2 separate regions of the Mus musculus genome follow, and region 2 is linked to region 1. A link is a contact called in public promoter capture Hi-C data. All regions are on one chromosome and are shown on one strand. The core of a region is the stretch at or near the end of the contact, and the rest is flanking DNA. Distances in the headings are between cores, read along the strand shown.

What was found. Promoter capture Hi-C pulls out the DNA fragments that hold promoters and counts their contacts.
Region 2: a promoter capture Hi-C map of hippocampal neurons shows a contact between it and region 1, with 5 times the contacts expected there. The contact joins the enhancer-like site here to the promoter of Fignl1 in region 1. A contact is called at or near these places in 14 of 39 promoter capture datasets (the 3T3-L1 cell line, 3T3-L1-derived adipocytes, the SN4741 cell line and 8 more), 1 of 15 datasets of contacts at CTCF or cohesin (the NIH/3T3 cell line), 35 of 484 Hi-C or Micro-C datasets (the AML12 cell line, the C3H10T1/2 cell line, MC3T3-E1-derived osteoblasts and 26 more), 4 of 115 datasets of contacts at active chromatin or transcription factors (embryonic basal ganglia, embryonic forebrain and embryonic stem cells) and 2 of 9 other capture datasets (adipose tissue and liver).

The regions. Positions count from the first base shown.
Region 1 is chr11:11,807,510-11,810,732 of GRCm38.p6, forward strand. It overlaps Fignl1 (fidgetin-like 1), which reads right to left and starts at 1,453. Exons shown (of 3, transcript NM_021891.3): 1 at 1,386-1,453.
Region 2 is chr11:12,373,357-12,376,802 of GRCm38.p6, forward strand. Cobl (cordon-bleu WH2 repeat) reads right to left here. Exons shown (of 15, transcript NM_172496.3): 4 at 2,454-2,682. Among named protein-coding and RNA genes, the nearest start is that of Gm30596, 9.5 kb to the right of the region's middle. Within about 2 kb of position 1,860, at least 20 of the 459 cell types and tissues checked have an H3K27ac peak or open chromatin away from gene starts, as enhancers often do. A contact at or near this core is called in the AML12 cell line and beige adipocytes, where this site is marked.

The DNA.
Region 1 (3,223 bases), core at 203-2,702:
CCTTCCTTTCCAGTCAGTCATATCCCACAACTACATACAACCCAAAACAGTCTGTTGCTCAATGACACAAGTACTGACCGTATTATCTAACACTTCTAAGTCATTTTAACCTTTGTGCTTGATAGAAATCTATAAAGTATGGGCAACCGAGTTACATTTCAATTTTCTTTACTTTGTTAATTTTCTGATTAAGAATGTTTTGGTCATTCAAACTAGACAGGAAGCTTCTGCAAACAAGAACTACTTCTCATTGTATTTAGATTTTCTTTAGTACGTAGTTCATGGTATCCACTAAAATGATTAAAAACTGGAGGGCCTACTATATTCCAGACATCATTTTTGAACTTTACAGAACTCTAGTTTACTAGTGGCAAAGTAGCATAGGAATTTAGAACACAGGATCTGAAGCTGTAAGACCTAGCTTTAGACACTGGACATAAAAGTTTTAATTAATTGTAATAAATTGGGGAAGTCTGAGAGCAACTTGCAGGAACTGAATTTTCTCTTTTTACCAGGACAGTTCTTAGGGATTCAGGTCCTCAGGTTCGGCAGCTTTGACCCACTAAGCCATTTCCCAGGCCCTGAATTCTGAATACATAATCTGTTCTTTCAGCAGTGACTCTGAGAATATCTCTTAAGCTATGTCGTCACCTGGGGAGAAACAGCGTGCACCATTATTTAGCTGACAGGTTGTTGCATTATAGGGTCCCCAGAACTTAGAAATATGATAGATTATGAATTATTATTTCTTCCCTTTGGAAGGTTCCCCCCTCAGGCCGTAGCGACTGCGTATGGCCTGGAACCAGTTATCACAACTGAAAAGTATCTTTAGTCCAACTGCTCGGGGTCAGGAGTGTGTCTGATTTCTAGGTATTGACACATACATCAGGTAGGGGACTCCATTCTAAATACAACTCACGTATACTTAAAATATACATTAGCTACATAACCAGACGGTTAACTGTAGATACTATTTTCTGAGCAGGAATGAATTTAAAAAAAAAAAAAAAGTTTCATGATGAGGATGTTATTTTAGGCGTCAAGTTCAGATGCTGGAGCATTTCTGATTTTCGGAGAAAATTCACCTGTGTTAGTATTGCCGAAAGCACGAAACTCAAAATGAGTACATTTAGGTGGCAAACCAGCTACAGCATTCCCAGCAGTCCTAGCGGGGGGTAGCTGTGGCTGACTGACCCCAAACCGTCACGCCCAACGGCGTCCCTCAGCCCCAGCCGCCGTCTGGCCGCGGGCTTCCCAAGGCCACCCTCTCCGACAACCCGAGGCCAAGAACGGACAGAAGAAAACAAAACCAAAGTACACCCGGCATGGCAACCACAGCCTCCGCCCGCCGGCTTAGCGGCGAACAGCAGCCTACCGGGGCCCACCTGTGCTCCCTGCCGGGACCGCAGCCACCGAAAAGCGCGCCTTTCGAAGTGCGCCTGCGCGAAGTGACGGCTCGGCCCGCGTTGCGCATGCGTGTAGAGTAAGGGCGGCTGAGCGCGCGCTGCACGCAGCGTGAGGGCGGAGTCTCGGAAGGCCTGAGGTCACCGCCCAGGCCTTAACGCGGGAATTTGGGTTTCCGGCCCGCGCTCTATGAGGGAGATTTAGCCCGCGCGGTGGCGATAAATCTAAGCAAACCCTTGGCTTCCCGTTCACTGCAGCCTTAATATGTTCTTTTTGCCGAGCTAGGTGCTGCAAAGGCACCTAGGCAGAGGCAGTGAGAGAGGAAAGAAAGCTCAGGAGTGTAGAGAGCACGAGTCCCCTGGGAGGGCGAAAGCGGCCCGGGAGGGGGAAGGGGAGGTGTAGCCTCCGGGCCGCCACTCCAGAGCCTGCCCGCCCCGGCGCCCTCCGGCCTTAACCAGTTCAGCAGCAGCTATCAAATAGTGAGACTCGAATACAGGAAGGTTTAGCAAAGGCTACAGCCAGCATTAGACGGAATACCGAGATTACCGAAGTAGTAGCTGGCAGGGGTCCAGTAAGAACTGAAGAGCTTTTTTTTTTTTTTTTTTTTAAAAAAACTAATCGTAGGTAGCTAAAACATGGACAGTCCTGGAGTCACCGAGGGAACTTTCCCCTCATAGCTTTGGGCCCCACCTCACCCCACCCCCACCTCTCTATTACCAACCAAGACGGCTTGCAATTTGGGGAGAGGTCACCAAGGGTTAGGTTCTTAATTGTTTGTATAGGCATAACAAGCCATTGGGTCAGGCTCCAAGCAGTCGGGAGCTGATTGTCAGAGAGGGGAGAGGAGGGGGGCTGTGCTGGGTTGTTGGGTGGTTTTTTTTTTTTTTTTTTTGGTTTCTTTGTCTACAACCCTCATCGCTAAGCCTGCCTGTTTTCACTGGGAAAACTGTACTTTTCTTTTATTCATCCTATCTCCTTCAAATACTGACCAACACTCCTAACCCTGCTTGCTCTACGGCTCTGGGCATTTTTAATCAGGCTGAAGACCTTCCTTACCCATGCAGCCATTCCCAGGCCTGCATTGTTGAGCCTGCCTGCCTTTCTGACCTTTAACTCCAAAAGCATGGTCTCTTTTCCCCTTATCCGTCTGCCTCCTCCAGAGGCTGCCAACATGTCTAGCTTGTCTTATTTTTCCCCTAAATTCAAAATTGCCTTTCGGTTTCCTACTGAGTCTGGGTTTTGTTTTGTTTTAATTATTTTTTTATAAGACCAGGAATCCTGCAAAAAGCAACATTATTCTCTGGCGTCCGTCTTTTTTAAATTGGCTTTGTTAGGCTCACAACCCAGTGTCTACTGTGGAAGAGTTTAAGGCTTAAGCTATGCAAGTAGTAAACTTGCTGACCGAGAACACAAACTGCTTTTGATAGACTCTATTTTCATGGTCAGAAGTTATTGGACCTGCAAGAAAGAAATTGCCACCTAAGCAGACAGAACTGGTCCTTGGTGGGAGAGCTTCTTCTTGTTTATGTATTTATGAGTTTATAACCATAATCTCAGACAATGCTTGTTACAGTTCAGCTGGCTAATTTGTTTTGATCAGAGAAAATAAAATGATCCCAAATAATATGCATCCTCTGCCAGAAAAATTGTGTTTGTAAGCTAGCAAGATGTCTCAGGTAAAGGTATTTATTTCCTGTGCAACCTTGGTGGCCTTAGTGTGGCTTCCAGAACCCACGAAAAAGTGGAAGGATTCAAAACAACTCCACACAGTTGTCCTTTGACTTCTAGGCACATGTCCTTTCCCCACAAACACACAATA
Region 2 (3,446 bases), core at 610-3,109, 570 kb after region 1:
CGTTTTGGTCAGAAGAACTGGAAAAGGCAGGCAACGAGAAAATGAGAACAACTTGGAGGTCTACAGCAGCCCAAACCAAAGATCTAACTAACTACTCCCTCAGCCTCAAGTGTGAGGTTACACCACCCGCAAAAGAGACAAGGGCATACGCAGAGCTGGCCTGTACCTCCAGGCCTGGTCTCTTAGTCCCAGCAACAGGCTGCTATGCTCGCTGTGAGCACAGAGGGCAGCAGAGCCTTGGAATTCTTCAAGCTGCGCCTTCGGTGTTCAGACAGTGGAGGCATTTGGCCAACAGCACAGTAACCTCTAGCTGCCATCTCCCCTTTCTCCATCAACTGCAGAGATGAGGAAAAGGCTAAGTCCTGCCCCCTAGCCTCTTTCAAGGGCACCCCACACGCACCCTAGCAGTTCTGCTGATCATCTTCAGAAGAGAAAAGGGTTCCCAAGGACACCCTCTGGAAGATTCTCCTCTCTTAGATATTTGGTAGTCAGCAGGATAAGTACAGACATGGAGCAGGATGGTTGGTAACCAAGGTCACCAAAAGAGGCATGTTACAGGTAAAAGGCATACAGTTGGCCTTGGGGCCTGCCGACCACAGGGCAGGGAAATAGGCTGTCATGGCAGTGAGTAGTATACTCAGGGTCTTTGGAGTAGCTAGTTCACGTAAAGAGCTGAAATGCTAATTGGCCTCACTTTGTGCCAGTAGATTGTAAGAGCTATGCTGAGTCGTAGCCCTGCTGAAGGCTTCAGCTTCCATGTCTCTGATAACTGGGAGCAGTGGGGCTTCTCCTTAACAGAGGGTCAGCTTGTATGGCTTCTCCAGGATGCATTTGGACTTCTGTTCTTCTGTTGTCCAAGCGTGGTATGTAACAGAGGCCTCAGTGTGCAAGCCTTTCACTCAGATTCCTTAACGTGGGACAGTTTTTGTTTCTTTTTCTCTAAAATATTCTGTAATCCAAATTTAAACATAACCAAACACACTCGGAGCCGCTGGGCCTGTGCCACTGATGCTGAGAGCACTGTCGGTGTTTTTAAGAGCTACTGGTTGGGAGATCAAGCATGAGGCTCTGAACTCAATCTCAAGTACCACAGCATCGGCAGCAATGAACTTGATGCAATATTCTCTCAGATCCTCTTTTAAGGAGGCTCTTCCATCTACCTTACACTTCCTTTCTTCCATGTCAGGTGAGAGGGTGAATACAGATTCCCCAGGGAAGACGTGGGCTGAGAAAGGTAAAGTGTGGACTGGACTATAAGAGACGCCGTGACCACTGTTCTCACAATATATTTGTTAAGAAGGAAAAACACATTTTTAGAAGAAATTATCTAAAAACCTGTATCTTAAAGGCTATAAAAGAACATATAAAAGACCGACTGGATATTTTTTAAAGTCAGCTGATCTGGAGAGTAATAACAAATGACATAGCAGTCATGTTAGTCTGCCCGATCTTGGAAGGGTCCCTGCATGGCTGCTCTAAGTTCATGATAGCACAGCTATGTCACAAGGGCAGAGTTCCACAGCACATCTGAAAGTCCATCTTAAAACTACAAAATCGAGGACTATAAATTATGTTTTTGTCTGATTATTAACTAAAAATTGAAACCACTATGCCAATCAGAAAAATCTAAATAAAAAATACACTGCCCTGTAGCACCATTTCTCAGGGGCCACCACTCAAGGTGCTACTAATGACTGTCCAGGAAAGCCCCACAGGCACACACACCATAGGTACAGCACTAGCAGGAAGCACCATTTCTCAGGGGCCACCACTCAAGGTGCTACTAATGACTGTCCAGGAAAGCCCCACAGGCACACACACCATAGGTACAGCACTAGCAGGAAGCACCATTTCTCAGGGGCCACCACTCAAGGGTGCTACTAATGATTGTCCAGGAAAGCCCCACAGGCACACACACCATAGCTACAGCACTAGCAGGAAACTAGTGTAGAATTTGTCTGCAGGACTCATCTCCAGAATTGGGAGCTTTCAGAGGGCGGTCAATGTGCTTCTGGCAAGTGATCCTAGATTCACGCAGTGGCTAAACCCTGGGAGCAAGGACAACTGAAACAAAGCTCACACAATGTTCTAAGTAGTCTTTGAGTAGTAACAGCAAAAGGTGCACTCTCTCTCCTTACCATTTCTTTTCTTAGCTGTTACTTCTTAGAGCTCAGAGGAAGACAGAAGGTAAAAGGCATTGCAGACATGGGAGGAAAGAGACATACTTAGCATTGTAGGATAAGACAACAACCTAGACTCTTCTGCCTACTTTACCACTGCAGAAAACTCCAGGTGCCTGAAGCTTCCCATGCCCACCTCTAGATAGTGTTCCTGACAGCTGCAGGGGCAGAATACAGGTTTTATGTGCATATCTTATGTCCAGGTACTACATACATATCAGGGCACGTACCATGTGGCTCTTCAGGGTATATATAGGATGTAGCAAGTCTCACCTCTTCTGTTGTCCCACGCATACAGCTCCTTGATCCCTAGTTCATTCAGGGACTTGGACAGCTCCAGCTCCTCCCCGGCAACATTGTCTCTGAGCAGAATCACGTGTTCTGGGTTGACCTCACACTTCGCACAGATGACTGGCAGAATATTCTGTAGTGGCACCTCAGGGCTCACCCGCACGACAGCCTTCTGCGTTCTCAGGTAGTTCACTACCAGTCGTACAGATTTCTGCAAGAACACACCAGACATATGAATTCTATGAGTGCATCTTCCTGCAATTGTTTTAATTTCTGTTTCAATTCTAGGATTGGGTATGGCAGGATACTTCCAGCCCCTGATCTTTCTTCCACAAAGTTGGTGGGTCCAGGGGAAAATAAAAAGAGCATAATGAATACTGGAAAATAACTGAACAGAATATGAGATGTTTGCTAGACTCTCTCATGTTAATTGGCAACTGCTAAACAACAGGGAAAAACTGGCATGGTTGAGGTATCTTAGTTTAAATTCTGTCTAAATGTTCAGCCTTGCACAGAGTCTGCCTAAACTTGGGTACAAATCATTTGTATTTTTTTCCTAAAGGAAAGATGTTTGTAAATGATAGAAATAGTTTTAAGAATAAATCTTGTAAAACAAAACTGCTTGCTTAAGAAGTCAAAACATTACATGAATATATGGGTGTATATATGAATATATGTTTATAAAGACTTTATAAGTACATATAACATATATACACAGACATATGTGTGAATACAAATATATGCGTACAAATGCACTATACATTTTTTATACTAAGCCAGAAATGCATTTAATTTTTCTCAAATACCAGACATAATAATCAGAAAGAAAAACAATTTCTCTAAATTTGCTGATTATAAGTACCTATAGTGAGTCTAAGTGGCCCATCAAAACATTGTAGGAGTCAAAGCTTCATGCAGACTACTCCAATTCACCCTCACTATTCTCCACAGGGTACAAAGCCCTCGCAAAGATCA